2 separate regions of the Ovis aries genome follow, and region 2 is linked to region 1. A link is a contact called in public Hi-C data. All regions are on one chromosome and are shown on one strand. Each heading gives the region's core, a stretch centred on a gene start, on an enhancer-like site or on the middle of the called end of the contact. The rest is flanking DNA. Distances are from core to core; before and after follow the strand shown.

What was found. Hi-C and Micro-C count contacts between places; a contact is called where the count stands out from the background.
Region 2: a contact with region 1 is called in a Hi-C map of liver, with 4 times the contacts expected there. The contact joins two enhancer-like sites. A contact is called at or near these places in 7 of 16 Hi-C or Micro-C datasets (hypothalamus, liver, muscle and 3 more).

The regions. Positions count from the first base shown.
Region 1 is chr1:190,298,815-190,301,514 of ARS-UI_Ramb_v3.0, reverse strand. HEG1 (heart development protein with EGF like domains 1) reads left to right here. Exons shown (of 17, transcript XM_060404378.1): 10 at 1,235-1,293; 11 at 1,615-1,775. Among named protein-coding and RNA genes, the nearest start is that of HEG1, 49 kb to the left of the region's middle. Within about 2 kb of position 1,269, at least 1 of the 54 cell types and tissues checked has an H3K27ac peak or open chromatin away from gene starts, as enhancers often do. A contact at or near this core is called in liver, where this site is marked.
Region 2 is chr1:190,723,936-190,726,635 of ARS-UI_Ramb_v3.0, reverse strand. LOC114113766 (a long non-coding RNA gene) reads left to right here. Exons shown (of 2, transcript XR_009597961.1): 2 at 29-1,000. Among named protein-coding and RNA genes, the nearest start is that of ZNF148, 57 kb to the right of the region's middle. Within about 2 kb of position 1,360, at least 3 of the 54 cell types and tissues checked have an H3K27ac peak or open chromatin away from gene starts, as enhancers often do. A contact at or near this core is called in liver, where this site is marked.

The DNA of each region.
Region 1 (2,700 bases), core at 20-2,519:
TTTACCCAATATCAGCTGGCTTCCCTGGTGGCTCAGTGGTGAAGAATCTACCTGTCAATGCAGGAGATGCAAGAGACACAGATTTGATTGCTGCGCAACCCAGGCATGGCAACCCACTCCAGTATTCTTGCCTGGAAAATCCCATGGACAGAGGAACCTGGTGGGCTGCAGTCCATAGGGTCGCAAAGAGTGGGACATGACTGAAGCAACAGCACACACGCACACACACCCAGTGTCAACATATAATTTATTAGTGATGTGACATCCCCACCCCCAAGAAGTAGCGAAGATGTAGGCTATGACTAGAGAGGACTTAGGCTGTGACTCAAATGGCCTTTCCCAAGATGCTCTTCTGTTCTGAAATGTGCTATTTCTGTTTTTTCCTGGGGAAAAAGAAAGTTTAATCATAATAAATCATTGCCTTATGAATATAAAGCAATGTTAATACAAAGACAAAAAAGGTTTGATAGCATCCTGTGAAGGATGAGATATGTCTGACCCACAGGCTTTGAAGACAGGTAGATTGCATTGGTCAGGATATTGAGACCCTCAGCTGCTTGAGAGGAAGCCCCAAGCCCCAGTTCATGCTATGGGCGGAGTGGGGATGCAGGCATGGTACATCATGCCCCACAGGGGTTTTCTGCTCTTTCCAAGGGCACAAGGCAAACACACGGAGTCACTCTTAATTTGCTCTCAACAAAAGGGCTCTTGACCCATGTAATGTAATTTCCCATGGAGAGCCTTTTTGAAGAGGATCTATCTGTGAGTTAGGTCAACTCATTGTAGATTATGAAGGGTCTGTGTAAGGCCTGCCAGACCTGAGGGAGCTGAAAGGAACCCAGCCTTTTCAGGAAGCCTTGTTCACTGTGCAAAGTCCAAATAAACAGTTGCCTCTGAGGTCGTTTGAAACCCTGGAGCAGATCTTAGACGAGATCTGTTCCTTTGAAGAGGTTTTGCATCCAAGGGTGCTATTCTGAACATCATTTCCTGCCAAGATTTCCCCCCACTGATTTACTATCTGCCTCTCTCCCTTTGTGTTCATGGAACAACAGAATAAGAGCAGAAAGGCATTTAAGAAAGGAACAAGAAAAAAGGACACCACTCTGTGTGAGGCTGCCTGCTGATAACTCGATGACTGGAAAAATGCCTGTTTGATCTTGAAAATAGGAAATTGGTTCTAGGTTCAAGGCTCTTTTGTCTGACTCACAGTTAATGATAAACCTCTTCCTTTCAGTTAAATGTGTGTTTCTCAACATTACCTGGTTATACCCGATCCACAGCTCATGTTTCTAGGTAAGTAGCAGGATTATATGTACTTGTTTGTGGACCAGTCCTATAGAAAGGGGAGGGTATTCTAACAAGTGTGATGGCAACAACACTGGCCCCTGTTTTGCCTGTAATGTAATTTCTCATGGAGAACCTTTTGGAAGAGGACCTATCTGTGAGTTAGGTCAGTTCATTGTAGGCTACGAGGGGTGATCCCAGGCCAAGGTCACGGAACCTTCATGCTGTCCCAGGCCCTCACTGGACAATGGGGAGGACACTCATTTTCCAAAAATTCTGGGACCCACATATCAGTTTAGGACAATTAAAATATGTATACTTTGCCTGTAGGGAGTCCAGTGTTGTGGTGATGTCACTGCAAGCCACCTTTTCCCTGGCCTCCAACGTGACGCTGTTCGACCTGGCCGACAGGATGCAGAAATGCGTCAACTCCTGCTGGGCCTCTGCTGAGGTCTGCCAGCTCTTGGGGTCTCAGAGGCGGATCTTTAGAGGTAAGAGAGGGGCCCTCTGGGAAGACCCCCCATCCAGTTACTCACAGACCTAGGGTAGAAGTGTAAGGCCTTCTGGGCGCAGGTCCAAGAAACTTGTCATAGAGCTGGCCTGTCTTTGAAATGGGTATTAACCACAAGGGGTTTGTGTGTGTATATCTTTGTATGTGCACCGACCCACACATGCACACACACACACACACGATCCTGTACACACAGCATTGAAGTCTCCCAGTCCTTGGCATGCTTTTTCTATTTCTCCTCTACAGCCTTGGTATTGGACGGGATATAGGAGCAGATGTAATGAAGCAGAAATCACTCTTCTTTCCCTTGAAAGGCTCCCTCCCTCTGGGGAGGTAGAATTCACACACAGAATGTACAACACTTGTCAATGGCCCGAAACCTTCATCATGACATGCCATTAGGTAAATAAAGCACATGCAGTGTCTCCCATCCTCCTGTGTATTTGTTTGCAGATTCTAAATGCGCAGAAACAAGATGAAGATTGGAGGCCAGATAGCTCATGGTGCCGTCCATGATTTCTCTTTTCTTGTTCTTTATCTGTTTTTGTCAAAAGCTTCTACAGAGCATCTGGTGTGAAACAGATGAATAAAGGGATTAGAAACAAGTTTGGAAGGCATATTTGGGTCTTGGAAGGGAGGTTTCACCTCTGGGATGGGAAAATTCTGCTGGAATCAAAAGTGCTTCCTCATGCAGGGGGGCCTGCCCCCGCTGCGTCTCGTAAGTGGTCTGAGCTGGCTCTGGTTGGCTCATTTTACTCACACAGGACTGGTGAGAGATGCAGAGTCAGAGTCAGCCTCCCCATCTGGTGCCCAGATGCTCAACTGTAGGTAGCAGGTTTGGTCTCTGTCTGCGAGCAGATCCTGGACCTTCCCGGTGGGCCAGAGCTCTGTAAGAGCTGGTCCTG
Region 2 (2,700 bases), core at 111-2,610, 430 kb before region 1:
TGAGCTCATTCGCTTTTGTTTGCCTCAGGACCCGGGGACCTGGTGTCTCTCCTGCATGAGGCAGGCTCGCCTCCCAGCCGATCTTCTCTACTAGAGAACCGTTCTCACAAACTCATCTCAGCCACAACTTCCTCTGGGCCATCTTCTTTGTGCCCCCAAAAGCCTCCGGCTCCCCAGGCCCCCTGTTCTTAGACTTGAGCATCAAATGCTGAAACTGCTGGTTTCTCCGTGGGGGCGGGGAGGGTTAGCGAGTGGGGGTCGACTCTGCATTTGAAAAGGACATGTTTGCTTCAGCTACAGGGAGCAATGTACACTGCAGTGTTTTTATTAAATTTCTAAATTGTGAAGTTCAACCCTTTATCCTTACAGATTTTTTTTGGTTGCTTGATCTACTACTGAAAGAGGTGTATTAAAATCTACTTCAATGCTGAAGTATTCCTTATAGTTTTGTCAGTTGATGCCATATACAATTTGATGCTCTCTCATTGCGTGCATGAAGGGTTTTAATTTTTATCTTTATTGATACTTTTTACCAGTATATTATGCCTCTATTTCTATTTATACCGTGGTCCTTCCTCCACTCCGACTTACATGATGAGATTTTTCCCTTTAATTTTTAAGGACTACATACGGATAAGCCATGATTTAATGAACTAGTCCTCTATTATTGAACATCGATTGTATCTAATTTTTCACTTTTATAATCTCACTGAAATGGAATTTTTGTATACAACTCTCTCTTATTTCTTCTGCACAGAGTCCTAGTAATGGAATTATGAGGTCAGGGCGTATGAACATTTTAAAGGCTTGTCATATCTGTTGTTCCTTCATGGCTATTGATCAAATTAGAATTTTGAGTGTGGAGTCACCCAGTTGGCTCTGGTTGAGCTGTGTGTTCTTAAAATCTCTCCGTGTTTTTGGCTTGGTCTTTTTTTGTCAACCAGACATCCGCCACACTTATGTACTTGGTGGACAATAAATGAGAGCTTTATTCCTGTTACGTTTCGCCTGTTAGTTTTGGCCAGCCCGCCGATACCTCAGCCTCTGATTCAGTCACTGATGTGGGGCCATGCCTCCTGTAACTTCTCTTGGGTCAAAATGGTAATAAGAAGAGGACCCCACAGGGATATCGAATTCTTAAGACTAATTAATAGTTTATTACACATATACTATGCACACTAGGCATTATATATATGTTAACTCACTGAATCATAACAAAATCCCTCAAAAGCCACTTTAAGAGGTAGAAAATGAAATTCAGAGAGGGAGACTCTAACTAGTCACCCTGCTCTGAATGAGCGGAGCCACGATTCCTGCCCTGGACTCAGGTTCCAGCCGGCGACCCAAATTGCCAGCCCTGCTCTACAGAAATCCACCAGCAGGTGGCAGTAGTGCTAACGGGCCTAGGAAGGACCTCTTGCTGGAGATCAGAAATAGTCACAAACCTGCATTTTCTTCCTATAAAGTAGCATTGACTCTTATTGACGTCCCTAAAACTAGATTATTCAATAAAATAAACATTAACCCAGCAGGCACATTCCTCAGGGTAAAAAGACAATAAAGTAAACAGACCTTTGACCGTGGCCCTCTCTTGCCTAGATTTCATCACTGTGATTCCTCAGGGGGAATCTCTGCTTTGAACTCACCTGCACTTGGTTGATCCTTCCTGACTTTCCACCCACCCTTTGCTGCTCCTGCCCCTGCCTTTCCACCCCTGGCAGAAATCAAGGCCGTGGGGCCATATCCTCAGCTGGAAGAGCCTGTCAGAGCCTGGGGCAAGGGTTTTAGAGAGAGGAACTTGGTGGCCTGTGGAAACCCTTAGTGACTGGGGTAGTCTTATTTTTGGAAAGAATCTTCGACTCACGGCCCAACCACCCATCCTTCAACCTATCCAACCTGTGTTCGAGAATGTGCCTCTTTCTGATCTAGGAGCCCACAAACCCCTCTCATTTCTTCAATCTCCCACTCACAGTTTGAGATTTTTCTGCCTCCTTTAAAAAAAAAAAAAAAAAGGTTTTATTCTTTCTTTTTGGAGTTCCTGAACAAGCACGAGGGCTTTGCTTGCTGCTTTCCCCCCTTGCCCAGCAGCATCTCTTTCACACCCTTTGTACAGGCACACGTTTGTATTGTCTAACTGCGTCTATCCTTCAACAGAAATAGAACAGCCAAAGGATTTTTTTTAACGTTTCACCACATGTGGGTTCTGCCTAAATGGTCCAGGGTTGAACAAGCCTCCCCCAGCGGTGTCCCTTGCTGCAGTCTGACTGCTCCCAGAGCCAGTCTTCATGCTTGGGGGAGGGTCTCTTGCAGGCAGACAAGTTCCTGACTGTTAGGGACCTCAAGGTGGGGCTGGTGCTGGAGAAGCAGCCAGGGGTGACACTCTAAGCTCCACCCTTTGCAAAGTCTGGGATTTTAAGGTACATCCCTAGAGTTTTTGAGACTTGGTTTCCTCAGTGCAAAGTGGGCATAAGCATAGCATCCACTGTGCAGAAATGTTGTGTTAGGTACAATAATGCATGTAAAGTGCCTAGCATAGCACCTGGCACACTGGGCTCAGTGCTTGGCAATGCTGGCTATTGTTTAGTTAAGTAAAGGATGGAGGTAGCTCATGGGGTCATGGAACAATACTGCTGATGTGCCTGGAGAGACCAGGCTACACTGCGGTCTGAGTGCTCATTTCCCCCCAGATTGATATGTTGA